Regions from separate parts of the Mus musculus genome. Here region 1 is linked to region 2. The links are chromatin contacts, called in public HiChIP or PLAC-seq maps. All regions are on one chromosome and are shown on one strand. Each heading gives the region's core, a stretch centred on a gene start, on an enhancer-like site or on the middle of the called end of the contact. The rest is flanking DNA. Distances are from core to core; before and after follow the strand shown. Region 1 has its middle 5.6 kb from the start of AI506816. Region 2 overlaps Srpk2 (serine/arginine-rich protein specific kinase 2).

Region 1 (4,916 bases), core at 2,085-4,584, 110 kb after region 2:
ATTCCTGCTACATCCTGCCTCAAGTAAGCCACCTTTTATTTCTCCTTATAGCAACAGCCCTCAAAAGAGTTGCCTACTCTTTGTGTGCTCTTGGTATGTTAAGCGTCACAAGCCACTGAGGAACTGAAAAGTAAGACACCACCATCGTACCACTTACACACTTATCAAAACGCCTGCACCCCAGACCCCACTCATCCATTGCGTGTGGGAACGCAAGTGGAGAATCCAGAAGACAGTGGTGTAAGAAGGAACCAACTGAAGCCATTTGGAACAGGCCTTAACTCAAAGTTTAAGTTCCCAAGACCTCCCTGGGTAACTGACTTCCTGCTTGGTGAGTAGAAACATGGATGCTAGGTGAGTGCACTTCAACATGAACGCTGCAGTTGAGTCCTGCAGGAACAGAGTAAGTGCACCACAAAGATGTGCTCTTAAGGAAGTCCCCTACCCCTAAGTCCTGATTGGTGGGATAACTTAGCACAGCCATTTATGGATTTCAAGCTTAAAAGCCCCATACCATTCTGGCTTGGGGTTGCAGTTCAGTTCCTGAGTCTCTTCTATGGCCCTGATTGATCAGCAGCAACCCGAGTGCAATACATCTTTGTCATCTGCTTAAATACTTACTAAGATGTTCGAAGACTCAGTCAGACAGAGTCTGTGCTGCTGTTCCTGACTGGTCGATTTTTGCTGCCTAATTCAAATAAAGATCTTGCTTTGGGGGGACTCTTGTACCTGCTTGGGTTGTTTTGGATTTTTAGACCCCAACACAGGAACATATCTGTAGGCACCTTAAATAATTTCTCTATTTGTTTCTCAGTATGTGTATGTGAGTGTCTTTGTGTTTGTGCTCGTGTTGCCCATGCACGTGGAGGTCAGAGGTTGGTGTTTCTTTCCCTCAATTATTCTCCACCTTATTTTTTGAGACAAGTTCTATCAGCTAGAGTCTTCACCAGCAAGTCCCTGTGGGCCTTCCAGTCCTCCCCGCCCTGCAGAGGTCTCTGCAGCCTGCATGGGCAGCAGAGAGAAGAGCCTTGGGAGGTGAGGATACAAGGCAGGTCAGCTCCACAGGACTAGGTGGCCAGCGCTGACAAAACTTTGGCAGTCAGACTGCAGTTGTTTATTTTAGGTATATATATATTTTTTTTCGAGACAGAGTTTCTCCGTGTAGCCCTGGCTGTCCTAGAACTCACTCTGTAGACCAGGCTGGCCTCGAACTCAGAAATCTGCTTGCCTCTGCCTCCCAAGTGCTGGGATTAAAGGCATGTGCCACAACCACCGGGCAGTTTGTATATTCTTGACCCAGAGAGTGGCACTATTTGGAGGTGTGGCCTTGTTGGAATAGGCCTTATTTTGGAATAGGTGTGTCCTTGGAGTAGGTGTGTCTCTGTGGGCATGGGCTTTAATACCCTAGTCCTTGATGCCTGGATGCTGCCATGTTCCTGACTTGATGATAATGGACTAAACCTGTAAGCCATCCCCAATTAAATATTGTCCTTATAATGTTGCTTTGGTCATGGTGTCTGTTCATAGCAGTAAAACCCTAACTAAGACATATACTAAACTTAAAAGACCAGTAGAGCCGGGCGGTGGTGGTACACACCTTTAATCCCAGCACTTGGAAGGCAGAGGTAGGCAGATTTCTGAGTTCGAGGCCAGCCTGGTCTACAAAGTGAGTTCCAGGACAGCCAGAGCTATACAGAGAAACCCTGTCTCGAAAACAAACAAACAAACAAAAGACCAGTAGATAGATCATCAGATGAATGTGTATGCCTGTGTAAACTTTTGGCTAGTACAAAATGCACTCAGTACTGACAATAGCAACAAAAGAACATGTGCACATGGTATTTATTCCCCATTTGCTAAGTTCTCTTCTAAGCCCTTTCTACAAATTAACTGAATTTGTCTTCAGTACAACTTATACAGTAAACAGGAGTTTTATCTTCATTGTACAAAGAGGGAAGCTTAGGCACTGGCAGGCTAAATAGCTGCCTGTATGCATATTTGATACCCAACAGTAGAGACTTGAATGCGGAGAATTCATTTTGTGTCAGTGCATTTAGCTGATATAGATAAGCATAGGCATGGAGGAGGGTATGAGTGTGGAAGTGGAGACAGGAAAAAGATAGATAGGGCTATAACTGTCCACTTTCCAAGGTTAAGAGATCCCTAAACTGAAATAAAGAAGAAGACAAATTCTTACTCAAGGAAGCCAGTTGAAAAATAGATCAAAAACAGACAGGTAGATGACAGAAAGTATATGGGGAAGAAGATTGTGGGGGCTGGGGGGTGGAGAGATGACTCAGCACATAAGAGCACTTGCTGTTCTTCTAGAGGACCCCGTTTTGAAACCCAAACCTCAGTTGGCAGCTCACAAGTGCCTGTAGCTCCAGTTCCAGAGCATCTAACAACCTCTTCTTGCCTCTGAGAGCACATGGTAAACAGACAGCTATATGCATAAAATGCAAATAAATAAATCTAAAAATGAGGAGATAGACAGATAGGTAGATACCAAGAAAACAGACAGGAAGAAGGGGTCTAAAGTGGATGAAGGCATGACACAAGGTGGACAGGGATGATAATTGGGCCTCCTGTCTCCTTGCCAAGTTCTCCACTCTGTTCAGGACGACTAAATGTTGAAATGTGGACTCATACCAAAATAAAGGCAATGCATGGTGTTATGGAGGATAAAAAAGAAAATGGATGGATGGGGAGAGAGAGGGAGGAAGAGAGAGAGAGAGAGAGAGAGAGAGAGAGAGAGAGAGAGAGAGGCACTGACACTGGATGAGTTGGTATACACTTGTAATCCCGTCACTTGGGAAGCTAAAGCAGGAGGATTATGAATTTGAGGCCATCCTATGCTACAGAATGAAATCTTGTCTCAAAAGTGAAGACAAGGAGGAAGCAGAGGAAGAAGAGGTATAAAGGAGGAAAGGAGATTTTTTTTTAAAGATAGTGTAGCCAGAGGAGGTAGCATTGTCAAGGTAGATTTGCTAGGTGTCTCCAAGCCAAGAGAAGCATGGTCATGAGTAACCAGGTCCCAGGGTTCAGCAGCAAACTCCAGAGATGACACCAATCTGGGAACAGTGATGTCTTAATGACGTCACTGTCCTGAAGGCAGCTCACACCACAACTCAGGCAGATGTGCACATGGAGGACACAGGTCAATTATTCCCACCCCCGCCGTGAGCCTCTCCACCCTGACACACCGCAGATTCCATCTGAGGAGACACCAAACAGAAACACCAAGCAGAGGAAGCAGAAACCCAAACACTGGACCTTTTGTTGGGGTCTGAGAGTCACTTCACAAACCACAGGAACACCATCTCAGTCAGACTGGGATGGTTTACTGAACACACACCCTAGTGTTGATCAGATCAGGGACATAACTCAAAGTGTCTGAACTACAACAACAAATATCTCTCATATAAAGGAAGAAAAACCACAAAAACCACAATGAGCTCATATACAGGTGCAGGAAGTATTGCCTGGTGGTCAAGCTCTGACTCATAAATACACATAAAAGAAAAAAACATACAAAAAGGATTCAGTCATGAAGAGAGAACAATTCTAAATTCTTTCCACCAGTTCTGATCCTCACATGTCTTGTGAGAAATTTCCTAAGAGGCTTAATGGAGCAGATTCTCCCCTCCTTTTTCATGCATGTGTGTATGCATGCTGGGACATACTGTGTGTGTGTGTGTGCGCACATGCATATGGCAGCCACGGGACAGCCCTCAGGTGTCATCCTTAGAAGCATCTGCAAGACAGAGTGACTCTGGCCTGGAGCACGTTGGAAACAGGTGTCTTTCTCCTCCTTCCACCCTTCCATGGGTTCTGGGATTGAACTCTTCAAATACTGACCCACTGAGCCACCTCACTGCGCACTTCTCTGCCCTTCTTTCCTCTCTGTCCCCAGCCCTGCTGCTTCCCGATTATTCTCAGGGATCAGAAAGTTGATAGTTGCAACAATATATCTTCACATTGAATCAATGGCAGATGTGATTCCCTTCTCCAGCCCACCTCTCCATCTTCTATGTACCTTAGAAGTAGGAAGAGAAAACTTGTGACAAGTCAGTCTCTGTGGAAGGAGTGTCAAGAAAGCTGCCTCTTAGTTCATGTTGGTTTTCACTTAAAACTAAAATGAGGAGCTGCAGTCTCGTCTAATCAGTAAAGTATTTTCCCAGCAAGCTTGAAGACTGGATTAGAAACCTAGTACCCACATTGAAAGGGGGAGGGACAGTTTTTTTACAGAGGCACTTGTCTCTCACACCAGTGCTGGGAGGTATGGGGGGGCGTGGTGGTCTTGGTACTCATAGGCATGCACTAGGGGAGCCTGGGATGGTAACAACACAGGCTTGGTTCTTCAAGAGAAAGAATGTAAAATCAAACCTGTTTTCCTCCCAGGAGCCTTGAGCAGACATACTTTCTAGCTTGGTAACCTCTGTACAATCTGGGTGGCTGAAGACTTTCTGATGCTGGATGCTCCTCCAGAGCCATTCTTGTAAATTTGTTTTTCCTCAGGCAAGCAACAAAACCTCCTGTTACGGAAGGTGTCACACGTACTTTACAAAGAGTTTTGATGTAGTTTCTTTGTTCCACAAAGAGATGTAGGTATGGTCCTGCAGTGGTGGCCTGTGGGAACTATAAGGGGCCGGGGAAGGAGGAGGGAGGGAGGATAGCCTACGTCTGGCCAGAGTTCCTCTTATGCTCTGGGTAGGTGGATGTGGGAGGACTGTCAGACGCTTTTCACTCGGCCTCTGGTGGGCATCTAAGCCACTGACCCCACTCGATGGTGGGTGGACAAGGGGCAGGCACCCCCCAAACCAAGGAGCCCTGGGGCAAAACCCTGTAGCCTCGGGGTTATGGGAGAGAGGGCTTAGGGATAGAGGTTCCCACACAGGCGAGAGTCTGCACAGCGG
Region 2 (5,560 bases), core at 1,093-3,592:
CTTAATTTAGAAACTGCAAATCCCACACATATAATCACAGGTTGAGTCTAAGAGCGCAGGTGCTCACAGCCCAGGTCACAGATTACCTTTATCCTAAGAACCATGGGATACAGGTGAAGGGTTTTTAGAACAGAAGAACTCTGCCAAACAGATTTAGGTTTGAAATGGTTTATAGTCCATGATGTGACCAACCTTCCCAACATCAGAAATCAGACAAAATCAAAGTGTAGACTGGTAACAAATATAATAGTGTAGGAAACAAAGCATATCATTGCCCACAGAAGGAAGGGCAGCTCAGATAAATGCCTACTTTTTTTTTAACCAGAAATTACATGGCCAAACTACACTTTTATGCTGGTTCAGGATAATTTTAAAAGCAAGCACAACTTTAAAAGTAAACAGTTTAAAAAGTCTAACTACGTCACAAGACTGACTCATCCCCCAGGCCTCAAAAGTAGGCTCTTTCTTACATGATTTACAAAGTGAGCTTCTAAGAGGATTCACCTGAGTAATGATTTTGCTATGGAAAACAAATCTGAAAGGTAATGTTAGCATGCACACCCTTGAGGACCTCGTAACGATGATACTCAGTGGGAAATGGTACCTCAGAGGATGGGTCCTGTGACTCTGGCTACATTCTCATGTTCACCCCCTTTATAACACCTGTCCTCAACACTTCCCCCAGCTGCTTATAAACCTAGAATCAATAAAAATGTACAGAGGTTCATTTACCAAATGCATTCATACAACTGCTCATATCAACACTATTCATAATCCCACAGCCACAAACAAGAAATAGCCCTTAACATCCATCAACAGGTGAAATGGATAGACGGAGACCCCCAAACCTTGGACTGCAGAGACCAGATACATGAAGCACGTGTGTAACATGGAAGAGGACACACATGGAACTGTGAGGAAGGGGAGTATCATGTCTCTTTTCTTAATTCACCTTGGTTCTGGGGACTGAGCCAGGGCCCCTGTCACGCCAAGCACAGGCCTTCCCACCAGGGCACAGCTTCCTTTTCCTCGCCGCTCTCTCTAATTCCCCCACATATTACTTCACTTACCACTGCACATTATTTCTGAGTGTCTCCACTGCATTATGCTCAAGAATCCCTGCAGGGAAGACCACAGCGCAGGACATTTTCTACCTCTCAGATCTTCAAGACACTGCAGCCCAAAAGCCCAGTGCTTAAGCAGTGCTCCACATCCTTAGGTCTCTCTGTTTTCAAACATAACTTTTAAAATGCTCCCAGCGTTATCTGTCCAAGCAAATGAAGCTCACTGCTTTCTATCTAAATGTCTGAGAGGAAGCTCTCTCACTCCTGCTTCTTAATTCACCTAAACCTCTCACACACAGCTCACAGCCAAAATACAAGCAAAAGGGGCAAGCCATACAATCTAGTAGTAGAGGCGTAATCAAAATCTCAAAGGATGCTGTACCATGTATGTGACCCCAGCACGTGAACATCAAACATTTCCCAGCCATCTGATTTGGCTTCCTGTAACCAAGCATGGAAAAATTTTTTTGAGGGTTTCTATTTATACAGATTCAAAACAGAAACAACTGAATAGACATATGCAAAAATGAAATCAAATCCTTACATCAATATTAAAACCCAAAATGTATCTCAAGCTCTGAGTCTGACGTCAGCCTGGTCTACAAAAGTAGGTTCTAGGACAGCCAGAGCTACACAGAGAAACCCTGCCTCAAAACAACAAAACAAAAACAAGAGGAGGAAATATATAACTTCTTAAAAAAAAAAAAAAAGGTAGCACAAAATCTAAGCAGCCCCAGGCTTGGTAAAGATTATTATATATCACACAAAATTATAAACTAAACTTTAAAAACATACACACAAAATTGTATTTCATATGGTTTGTGAAATCCCATTAATTTCCATTAAAATACTAATAAATACTAAATATAAATAAGCACTCAGCCACTTCTGACTCATTCTATCACTCAGGGGAAAAAACAAAAAACAAAAAAACCAGTCTATCCTGTAGAGAAACTAAGAAAGCAGTGTCAGGGTGAGGCTCGAGAGAGGAAAGTACACTCATCAATGCACGTGGCTAGGAGCCATGGCGGGGAAGGAAGGGAAGAGGACAGCAGCCCCTGTACTGATCAGACCTCGGGACACAGCCTAGAATAAACAAGGGGTAACCTGCTCTGCGCCTTGCCATCAAATTCCCCTCCTCGCTATTTGTCAAGGTTTCTTTGTGTGCTCTAAATAAGAAAGAAAAGTAAAGGACACACGTGCACAAACGTACACTGTCCACATGGCATGCCCTTGTACAGAGTAGAGACAACATGCCATCCTGTCACTTCTCAGCAAGGCTTCTTACTCAGCACTGGTACAACACAGGCCACAACATGATGGCCATGATACCAGTCATGATTTTCTCTCTTCCTTATTTCTCCATTCACAATAAAGGTAACTAGCAACTATAGATTCAGTGTTTATTTGCTGACTACTAGGATGCCAAAGACCTTCATTACGACATTTAAAATGTCACACCAAGTACAAAGAGCTTGTCCTTTTACATCCTGCCCAGAGCAAGCTTAAACCTCATAAAGCATTCGGTGACCGAGAGCTCATCCTGCTCCCCGGCCCCGCCCCTCGTGCTATTGGGGTACCTGGTTCAGTTCCCAGCACCAACAACCGAGCCACCATCAGGAGACATGATGTCTGGGTTGTTTAGTAATTGCTACCATTTTCCTAGCTGTGATTACTATTCCTCCTCTTCACCATGTGTTCCAACCCACAACCTCCGGAAGTGCTACAGCTGGAACAAAGCAAAAGAGGTGAGAGATGAGGAGGTGAGCTTTGCCAGTAACTATTCTGTTGACTTTATTACACTAAATGGGAGCAAACAAAAAACCATGTCTAACAGCATCATTACAATGCTAACAAATCAATGTGCTCACTCATTCAGCAAGTACTCGATTCTACAGAAGACATATTTGTAGTGGGATTTATTCCTGGACCCTCCAGGACTCTGGAGCAGCAGAAATCCCATCCTAACAGGCCACAGGACATGTCACCTGTTTTTAAATTATCATTCACTCAGTAACATTGTCTGTTGTTAATCTTTAAAGAGGTAAGCTGAAATTTTTTTTTCTCTCTTCAAGACACAACATCTAAAACCAAACTGTAGCTGAGCTGAGCTGAGCTGCACTAATTCCGACCTGTGAGTAGCCTTCCTAAACGGAGCACATGGACTGCGCATCTCTCCTACTGAGGTACGTTCTGAGTCTCCACTATTTCATCTAAGCTAAAAGCCTAACTTCCAAACTATTTTCAAGAGCTACTGACAGTAATATTAACAGACCCCAGCTATTGGGATCTCTTAGTAGACTCCATTATAATTTTACTTTGGACTAATTCTATGTTCAAGGAACAAGTCCTCAAAAGTCTACAAAATTAAAATAAGTTAATGTTTTATAATGCTTTTCTATTTTAGAAAAGTGTATGAACAAAAAGGCTCCAGTCAATATTACTAGCTTTCTCAGGATGGCTCTTTCCACATAGTGGGTTAAATGTGTAAGATGCAAGGGTTACTAAACCCACCCCAGCAGAGGCTCCACCCAGGCTTACGACACTGCATTCAGAAGTCCTGCCCTGCCAAGAGCACTCTCAGGAAACCCTCTACACTACAGGGACAGGGTACAGGAATGATGCCTTCTGGTGCCACATAGCTTATCCCTCTGTGGAAAAAGAAACCAGGCTGCTCTGCCGAACCTACTGACAGGCATCTGGAACCATGCCGCAACCTAAGACAATCTTAAAGGTCTTAGAGTACTATTCATAAAACCATAACTCAATTATTTTTCTCTTTTTAAACCAAGTCATTTTTTAAGAGATCAAATAGAAATAAAATAACTGGTCAGGCAGTGGTGGCGCGCGCCTTTAATCCCAGCATTTTGGAGGCAGAGGCAAGTGGATTTCTGAATTCGAGGCCAGCCTGATCTACAGAGTGAGTTCCAGAACAGCCAGGGCTACACAGAGAAACCCTGTCTAAGAAAGGAAAGGGAAAGGGAAAGGGGCAAGGGGCAAGGGGCAAGGGGCAAGGGGCAAGGGGCAAGGGGAAAGGGGCAAGGGGAAAGGGGCAAGGGGAAAGGGGAAAGGGAAAGGGGAAAAGGGAAAGGGGAAAGGGAAAGGGAAAGGGAAAGGGGAAAAGGGAAAGGGGAAAAGGGAAAGGGGAAAAGGGAAAGGGGAAAAAGAAAAGAAAAGAAAAGAAAAGAAAAGAAAAGAAAAGAAAAGAAAAGAAAAGAAAAGAAAAGAAAAGAAAAGAAGGAAAGGAAAGGAAAGGAAAGGAAAGGAAAGGAAAGGAAAGGAAAGGAAAGGAAAGGAAAGGAAAGGAAAGGAAAGGAAAGGAAAGGAAAGGAAAGGAAAGGAAAGGAAAGGAAAGGAAAGGAAAGGAAAGGAAAGGAAAGGAAAGGAAAGGAAAGGAAAGGAAAGGAAAGGAAAGGAAAGGAAAGGAAAGGAAAGGAAAGGAAAGGAAAGGAAAGGAAAGGAAAGGAAAGGAAAGAAAAGCTGATTAACAGTAATTGAATAATGTGACAAATGCTATCATGATATTATAAGGTATTGCACATCCAGGGCAAGACAGAGGTATTAGATAATAAACTGTTTATACTTGAGATTATTATTTTACAGATCTTTTAAAAATTAGCCACTTTCGCAGGGCATGGTGGTGCACGCCTTTAATCCCAGCACTCGGGAGGCAGAGGCAGGCAGATTTCTGAGTTCGAGGCCAGCCTGGTCTACAAAGTGAGTTCCAGGACAGCCAGGGCTAAACAGAGAAATCCTGTCTTGAAAACCAAAATAAATAAATAAATAAGCAAGCCATTTTCACAGGATTCACCCAAGACCATCTGAAAACACAGATATTTACATTATAATTCATAACAGCAAAATTACAGCTATAAAGTAGTAACAAAAATAATGTTATGGTTGGGGTCACCACAGCATGAGGAACTGTATTGAAAGGGCACAGCATTAGAATTGAGAACTACTCTTTTAAATAAATTTAAAAATCAAATGATACCGATTTTAGTGAAATGGAGAGGAAAGGGGCATTTTGTTTTAATATACTTTAATTAAGTAAACAGCTATTATGCTTACAAAGTTTTGAATTGATGCATAAATCATACTCACCACCTAAGTGAGACTATCACACCTGCTTAATATAACTCTAGGCACCTGCTAAAACCAGCAAGGCAAGCTCCAGCATACCATGCACAAAGTCACCCTCAACAGCAATCGGTCTCTAAGCTTTATAATTATGACAACAGGTGCTCTCTTTTCTTTCAAATGACCACAAGAGCCTAAGTATGTAAAATCATGAAAACACTTGAGAATATGTTTCCATAGAATGAGTTTAGTCAGAAAAAAATTAACTTGTTTTTAAGAGACATTCATCTTCTGTGCTCAGCCGTCAGTTTACCAGTAAAGAACTCACACTACCCCAGAAGGACGCATCACTACTGCGGTCCTCTCATTCAGTACACTGCTAGTTCAAAACTCCAACACCTCAGCTGATGCTTGGG

Evidence for each region. HiChIP or PLAC-seq counts read pairs in DNA pulled down with a chosen protein or histone mark.
Region 1: a BATF HiChIP or PLAC-seq map of CD8 T cells shows a contact between it and region 2, with 5 read pairs. The contact joins two enhancer-like sites. A contact is called at or near these places in 5 of 484 Hi-C or Micro-C datasets (the C2C12 cell line, CD4 T cells, LSK cells and 2 more), 3 of 115 datasets of contacts at active chromatin or transcription factors (CD8 T cells, effector CD8 T cells and memory CD8 T cells) and 3 of 9 other capture datasets (adipose tissue, liver and pancreatic islet).

The regions. Positions count from the first base shown.
Region 1 is chr5:23,715,792-23,720,707 of GRCm38.p6, forward strand. No RefSeq gene overlaps it. Among named protein-coding and RNA genes, the nearest start is that of AI506816, 5.6 kb to the left of the region's middle. Within about 2 kb of position 3,335, at least 72 of the 459 cell types and tissues checked have an H3K27ac peak or open chromatin away from gene starts, as enhancers often do. A contact at or near this core is called in CD8 T cells, where this site is marked.
Region 2 is chr5:23,609,404-23,614,963 of GRCm38.p6, forward strand. The region is part of intron 2 of Srpk2 (serine/arginine-rich protein specific kinase 2); the gene reads right to left. Among named protein-coding and RNA genes, the nearest start is that of Srpk2, 64 kb to the right of the region's middle. Within about 2 kb of position 2,343, at least 18 of the 459 cell types and tissues checked have an H3K27ac peak or open chromatin away from gene starts, as enhancers often do. A contact at or near this core is called in CD8 T cells, where this site is marked.